2 separate regions of the Mus musculus genome follow, and region 1 is linked to region 2. Evidence: chromatin contacts called from public Hi-C data. All regions are on one chromosome and are shown on one strand. The core of a region is the stretch at or near the end of the contact, and the rest is flanking DNA. Distances in the headings are between cores, read along the strand shown. Region 1 overlaps Gm14051 (a long non-coding RNA gene). Region 2 has its middle 32 kb from the start of Prnd.

Region 1 (3,634 bases), core at 261-2,760, 200 kb before region 2:
TTTAAAAACTTTATGTGTATGGGGGTTTTGCTTGCATGTGTGTCTGTGTTCCATGCGTGTGTCTGGCACCCGTAGAGGCTAGAAAAGGGCATCTGATTCCCTAGACCCGGAATTTTAAGCAGTTATGAAATACCATGTGGGTGCTGAGATCTAAATGTGAGTCCTCTGAAAAAGCAGTCATCTCTCCAGCCCCTAAATATTTAACGTCCATAGACCAGTGCAGTGCTCAGCCTCTGTCAGAAAAGCTTCTTTTTTACAATGAACAATAGTTGGTAGAAAGACTGGTCAAAGTGCTGAGAAATAAGCAGCTGTTGAGTGTTTGTCTCTAAAGATAACTTCTGTACCACCCTCTCCAAGGAGGGAACATAGGTAAGGGGGCAGAAAGAGCCATAGAACCAGGAGGGCTATGAAACTTTTGCCTGTGATGTGACCGCTGTAATCGTGAACATATAACAGCTATGGCTATATGTACAAGACATGCATGGCATCCCATCACTGATGGGGGAAGGGCTCATGAGGTCTCACTCTTCCCTGTGGTTGTTAGAAGAGGGGAAGTCATCTTCCCCAGTGCCACAGTCACTGCTAAATGGCTCTTGTAAATAACCCCCTATCCAAGATCATGCAAGCAATCCTAATTAAAACAGTGAGTTGCAAAAGTAAAATAAGAGGAAGACTAGCTGGGGAGAAGAAAGGGAAAGTAGGAATAGGAGGGAGATGGGAGGACTCATGGGGTGGGTGGGTAGCATCATATGTTATATACATATATGGAATCGCCAGCATTTTTAAAAAGTCAGAAAGGGTCTCATTGTAGAGACTAGGGTGGCTTTGAGCTCGATGATCAACCTGCCTCTGATTCCTGAGTACTGGGATTAAAGGCCTGTGCCAGCATGCCTGGCTCTCACTTTTTAATATATATCTTATTTATTAAAAAAAAAACTTTAATTAGGCATGCCTGGCTCTCACTTTTTAATATATATCTTATTTATTTTAAAAAAAAAACTTTAATTAGGCATGGTGGCATAAGCCTTTAATCCCAGTACTAGAGAGACAGAGACAGTTGGATCTCTGTAAAGTCAAGGCCAGCCTGGTATACATATACATAGAAAATTCTAGGCCAGCTAGGACTAGTAAGACTCTGTCTCAAAAACAGCAAAACAAAACAAAACAAAATAAAACAAGATGTTGTCTTATCAGGACAGCCATTACTCACTCTCTCTCTATGATGCAGCCTAGCTCAAGGACAGCAAGGAGGACCAGCTGCTCAGCTTCTGGGACTCTATACTCTGGGACCATAGAGTATGCCTTTAAGAACAAAATGATCTATGCTATACCAGCTCCAAGGATTCTATCAGCAAGAAGCAAGGATCAAGGATGAATTATGAGCAAACTTCTAGGAAGAGGCCAAGGACCACTGCACAATGGCAGAAAAATTAGGTGATGTACTGTCATCTCCCTGAAGGGCAAGCCTTTGTGAGCCACTTCCTGCTCTTGCCTGAATCATTTAGTACTCCAGTCTTCCTTTTTGGTGTTGCAAGTTGCCCACTTCCTCCACACTAGATAGGCTGATGGAATCTTAGCAGGGGACAGACAATCCCTTTACCTTAGTTGCAAGACATCACTCCCACATCACAAACTACTCCCCTCCCACCATCTCTGAAGGTTCTGGCCCTCCCAAACTGCTTTTGATCTTTCTGTTGTTCTTAGGTTGAAGCAGAACCAACTCCCTTCAGCCACCCAGTTTGTGGGAGGGGTTTAACACCACTCCTACTCCACATCAGCCGTTCTCCATCCTGTGCTGTCAACATCTAATTGCAAAAGTAACTATGAGCTTTTCTGTTTTATGTGTAAATGGAATGTTGTGGAAATGACCCTCTTGGAGCCAGCTAGTTCTGCTTCCTCTTTCCTTGGTCTTAGCTACTCACAGAGACAGGACCAGTAAGGGACCTATGATAAAAAAGAAAAAATATATAATAAAAATAAAATAAAAAGGCTAACAAACACATAGGGAAGACAAATGGGTCAGATAAAGAATCAACTTATAACTAGTAGGATACGATAGATTTTCGGTAGATAGATGGTAGACAGATTTTTGATTGGCTGATTGACTGATCAGTTGGTTGATTTTGTTGGGGTGGGGAACACAGCAGCATCCTGGGTAAGTTTATGTGTACCATGTGCATGAAGGTATCTGAGGAGGTCAGAAGAGCATGAGATCCTCTGGGACTGGAGGGAACCAACTGATATGGGCACCATGAAGTGAATCCAATTTTCTGGAAGAGTAGCAAGCACTCTTAACTGTTAAGCCATCTCTCAAGCCCTAGTTTCTATATTTTAAAGAATTCTTGCTGGGCAGTGATGATGTATACCTTTAATTACAGTACTTGGGAGGCAGAGACAGGAGGATCTCTGTGAGCTTGAGGCCAGGCTAGTATACAAAGGGAGTTCCAGGACAGACACACTGTCTGGAAAACCAAACAAACAGACAAAACAAACAAACAAACAAACGAATTCTCCTTTCCCATTGTTCATCTCAGACCCAGCTGACCTGTGGGCTTTCAGACCATCGCCAACCTTGAGCGCATCTTTCTTAAGGTGAAGCCAGATGGCGGGCAGCGCAGTCTGAGGGGCCAGATTATCAAGTGCTTTGAGCAGAAGGGATTTTGCCTAGTGGCCATGAAGTTCCTTCATACTTCCGAAAAATACCTGAAGCAGCATTGCACTGACGTGAAAGACTGCGCACCCTCCCCGTCTGGTGAAGTACATGAACTGTGGCAGCCATGGATGGGAGGGGCTCAGTATGGTGAAGACAGGTGAGTCTTGCTGCATGATGCTGGAAGCAACCAATCCAGCTGATTCTAGGCCAGGCACCACGCCCACTAAAGTAGCACCTCTCAGTGAGTATACTTAGATCCTGATCTTGTTAGAAGGCAGATGTTGGCTTGAGACCAGGGTGGGACGGGAGGTTCTGCAGTCTTATTAAACAAGAGGAGTGGGGCTGTAGCTTCCAGTGGCCCGTTCCTAGAAGCAGTGATCTAGAAAACTCTGTCCAGGCCCCCAAAAGTAGAAGAAGTGTGCCCTGCTCACTGAGTGTGAGACACAGATATGGAGTTACACAGGCCAGCGCCTGTGGTTTTCCTGCCTATTTTAGGACTTGTTAGAAGCCTGACCTGGCCTAAAAACCTTCTTTCATCTCTCCCCAGCTGCTGCTAGTGGAGATTTTTAAAAATCTCCCCTTTTTAAACCTCCCCCCTGACTACCTTTTTATCACCCAGGTTGACTTTCAGTTTTTATCTTTTCAGCCTTTGTAAAGTTCACTCTTCTGCCTCCCATGCTCGTCTTAAAAATTCTTCGCCTGCTTTGGAAATGTTTAAGCTCTAGTTTTACCCTGCCTTTTCCCTCTCCTGCCTTCTCTGCCTCCCGTGTGCATGACCGTTGTTTGCCCTCTTAATTTTACAGACCCAGAACTGTTTCCAATCTGTTTCCATAATCTCCCCCCATTCCTCCCCCTCATCTATTTTTGTGTTATTTTCTTTCCAAATCTTTATAATCCTGGATGGCCTGGAACTCACTATGCAGATTAGGCTAACCAGCCCCCACCTGCCTCTGCCTCCCAAGTGCTGGGATTATACCACCC
Region 2 (3,613 bases), core at 308-2,807:
TTATTCTAATTCATTCTCACTGCCCAGGACTCAGCTATCTTGACATCTTAACCCAGGTACTCTGCTCATTATATATCTGGCTTTGCCACAATAGTGGCAAGTACCTATAATCCTAGCACTTGGGATGTGAGGTATGAGATAGTGAGACTAGGTTACATAGAGTTTCGAGGCTAGCCCAACACTCATTGTGAGACTATCTCAGGCAACCAGAACAAACCCCCATGTAGTCAACACTGCAGTCCCAACCCAACCTTTTCTCGGCCATCTTTCTCAATGGTTTACTTCAGCCATGTGCACAGCTCTAGCACTTTGTCATTGGTTCACTTCACCCATGCACACAGCTCTAGCACTTTGTCATTGGTTCACTTCAGCCATGCACACAGCTCTAGCATTTTGCTCACTGTCAGCTCCTTTCTCTATAGTGGAAGCTTCCAGAAAACACAGCTCTCTCTGTTTCGCTCACGGCTGTATTCCTTCTGTTCAAGACACCTTTCTTGCCTGTGCTGAAGGAATGACAGGTTTTCCCAATAGAATGAGTGTATGGCTACATATCTCTGGTAATTCATCCAAGGGTCGGTGGGATAAGAAACGAGCTTCCCTTGGTGGGATGGAATTCAAGTTATATGTTACCCTGGGGTGGAGTGCCAGATCTCTTCCTTTGGCTTCTGGGTAAGAATTTACCAGAGTTCTTTCTTATGATCTTCACCCCATCACACCTGTATCACCCAGCTCAGTTCCACTGTACCATCCTGGTACTTTAGTGCAGTGTCTCAGTGCTCTATGGTGACATCACAGGGCTAGACTGTGACATCACAATGCTCCATGTGAATTCACAATAATGAACTGTGCCATCACACTGCTGCGTTTTTGCCACCACAACATCCCACCCTGACAGCATTGCTGGATGGTGACATCACAGCGTTTATTGTTCTATAACAGTGTGCTACTGTGATATCATAATGTGGTATTGAGTTGTTACACTGCTCCTTTGTGCTATTATCATGCTATCCTTTGACATTAAAGTGCACCAGTGTGTCATTGTGACATCACAGTGCAACAGTGTTCCATGATAATACTGTATTGTGACATCATTATGCTGAATTGTGACATCTTGGAGCATTTCCCTCTGGAGATGGCATACAGTAGAAAGACCAAACATCTTTCTTGTTCTGTCTGGAGTTCTGGATGAAGGATGAGTGTCAGTTTATGTGTCTCTGGGGCACACTTCAACATCAACTTCTGTTCAGGCAGAGCCTTGGGCTGAGGTTCTCCCAGCATGCATTAGGGGAGGTCCTAAATAACTCATCTCCAGAGGGCACCTGTGGAGGCAGGACAGGAGACAGAAGCTCTAGGAGAGATTCAAGGTCATTGTCTATCCCGGAAGGATTTGGAACTAAGGGAAGATTGGCCTCTCTTCAACCTGGCTAGGTGGTAGCTTATGAAAACAAACAAAAACAAACAAATAAAAACTCCCTGCATCTTTCTGTGAGAGGGACTAGACATGGACCCTTGCCTGTCCTGGTTGATGTTAGGATGCCCTCTGGTGGTGACGATGACTGCATAACATCTGCTTCCTAGCTCTACCAGTGATGGGCAAAGTTAGCCTGTACAAGTGCCTGTGCGTGCGTGTGTGTGTGTGTTTGTGTGTGTATGTGTGTGATTTTTCGTTGTGTAGCCCAAATTGACGTGGATTCTAGGCTCTCATACTCATGATTGTAGCCTAGGTAGACCATGTCTTTTACCCTGATGTCCTTACTTGGTTTGTCTATTTGTCCCATACTATTTTGCATAAGTAAGGGGGAAAATGTGATAGCTTCCCACCTTGAACTATGCTTTCCTGAGTTCAGTGGGTTTGGACATAGTTTTTGACGTATTTCTGGTGCATTTTGCACTTCGGTATTTCCCCTTTCTTCTTTTGTTCATTCGTTCATTTGTTCATTCTGTCCTCCTTCTCCCGCCATCTTTTCCTTCCATGTTTCTTTTTTAAAAATTTGAGACAAGGTCACCTTGGATGGTCTGGAAGTCACTATACAGACCAGGTGATCTTGTACTCTCAGCGATCCACCTGCCTCTGCCTGAGCACGGGATTAAAGGCGTGCGTGCTAAGTCTCTCAGCTCTTTTGGTGTTTCCTGTGTCTGGATTCTCAGAATCAAATCTTGACTCCTTTAATGTGAGGCTGTGATCTATGCTGCCCACCTCCCTTTCTTCACTGACCTAATGTATGCAGCATTTATTCTTGTCTCGTGAGGGCTATGCAGAGACTCTTCATGCTGTTTTCCTCAACTGGCAGCAACTACTGCTCTCATTATTGGTTTTAGACTAAAATCCTCACAACCCTGAAAAGACTCAAGAATTATTGCAAAACCCCGAAGGCTGAGGGGATAGCTCACTATCTCTGCCTGTGCTGGACAGGCAGAGAGCATTGAACCTCTGTGACTTATTGGCCAGCCAGTTGAGCCTACTTGGTGAGGTCCAGACCAGTGAGAGACAGACACTGTCTTAAACAGAACAGTGGATGGCTTCCAAGGAAAGCTTAAGGAGAGACACGTGGGGTTGTCCTCTGGCCTTCATATGCACAGACTTGCACACTTGAGTACTCACATACGTGCACATGCGCATGCAAACACACACACCCCACAAGTTAATGATACTGCTCATTTATGAGTAAGCACCGGTACCCATGAAGAATGCTTTCAGTGTGGATGTTGGGTTCGGAGATGGTTGGGGACGTGGGCTCTGTCTTGTCAATCTCTAACTCCCTTAACTGTTCTTTGGCTTTGAGAAATTCAGTATCCTTCTATGCGGGGACACCGAAGCACAGACTATTCTCTTGAAAGGACCCTGATGTTGGATCTAGGTTCATCCTGACAGTTTCATATTATCCTACCTGTGTGGACCTGGCCTCCAAACACTCTCCTTTAGAGGAGCTGGGAGTAGTGAAATGTATTAAGATGCAGTGGGGGAGTGGGTGCCCCCACATTCGCCTATCCAGAAGTTCTGAACAGGGTATTAAACAAGAGTTTTAAATACATGTGGAAAACCCCCCATCTGCTGAACTCAGCCCTTGCCTTCTGAGCTGGTGCCTAGTTCGACAGTGATGTCACCTTTACTACATTCCCAGGCAAAGGCTTGCTCTCATAGTTGTCATTCCTCTGCACAGTACAGGAACTGCTGGGCCAGCTGCAACTTCTCCCCGGGGGGCCTCGGACTTTCCTCTGTCTCTGTGCTCGGTGGGTTTCCTTTCCGGCCAGCCCTAATCTTGCCAATATCAGGAAACAGTGACAAAAGCCGGAGCCAGGGTGTCCTTCAGCTGGCCCCCACATCGCCTTGGCGTGCTGGAGACTCAAGAACAATGGTGCTTGAGAAAGTCTGCCTTCTGTTTCCTCAGGACGGACACCTTCATCCTCACCTCCTGTTTGGGCTGAAGCTGTTTCCCTGGCAGAGACGACTGGCCGGCCACTGGAACTTTTGCCTTGAGAAATGAGGCTTCTCCATATTACCATATAAGCATAGGAGAAGGACTCTGTGCTGTGAACTGGGGAGATAGCTTGTGAACTTGAATTTCTCTGTGTAGTTTTAGGGTTTTTCATTCTTCAAAATAGGAGGACAGAA

Evidence for each region. Hi-C and Micro-C count contacts between places; a contact is called where the count stands out from the background.
Region 1: a contact with region 2 is called in a Hi-C map of bone marrow-derived macrophages, with 24 read pairs. The contact joins two enhancer-like sites. A contact is called at or near these places in 1 of 484 Hi-C or Micro-C datasets (bone marrow-derived macrophages) and 1 of 115 datasets of contacts at active chromatin or transcription factors (CD8 T cells).

The regions. Positions count from the first base shown.
Region 1 is chr2:132,178,772-132,182,405 of GRCm38.p6, reverse strand. The region is part of intron 2 of Gm14051 (a long non-coding RNA gene); the gene reads right to left. Among named protein-coding and RNA genes, the nearest start is that of Slc23a2, 35 kb to the right of the region's middle. Within about 2 kb of position 1,510, at least 48 of the 459 cell types and tissues checked have an H3K27ac peak or open chromatin away from gene starts, as enhancers often do. A contact at or near this core is called in bone marrow-derived macrophages, where this site is marked.
Region 2 is chr2:131,980,680-131,984,292 of GRCm38.p6, reverse strand. No RefSeq gene overlaps it. Among named protein-coding and RNA genes, the nearest start is that of Prnd, 32 kb to the right of the region's middle. Within about 2 kb of position 1,557, at least 19 of the 459 cell types and tissues checked have an H3K27ac peak or open chromatin away from gene starts, as enhancers often do. A contact at or near this core is called in bone marrow-derived macrophages, where this site is marked.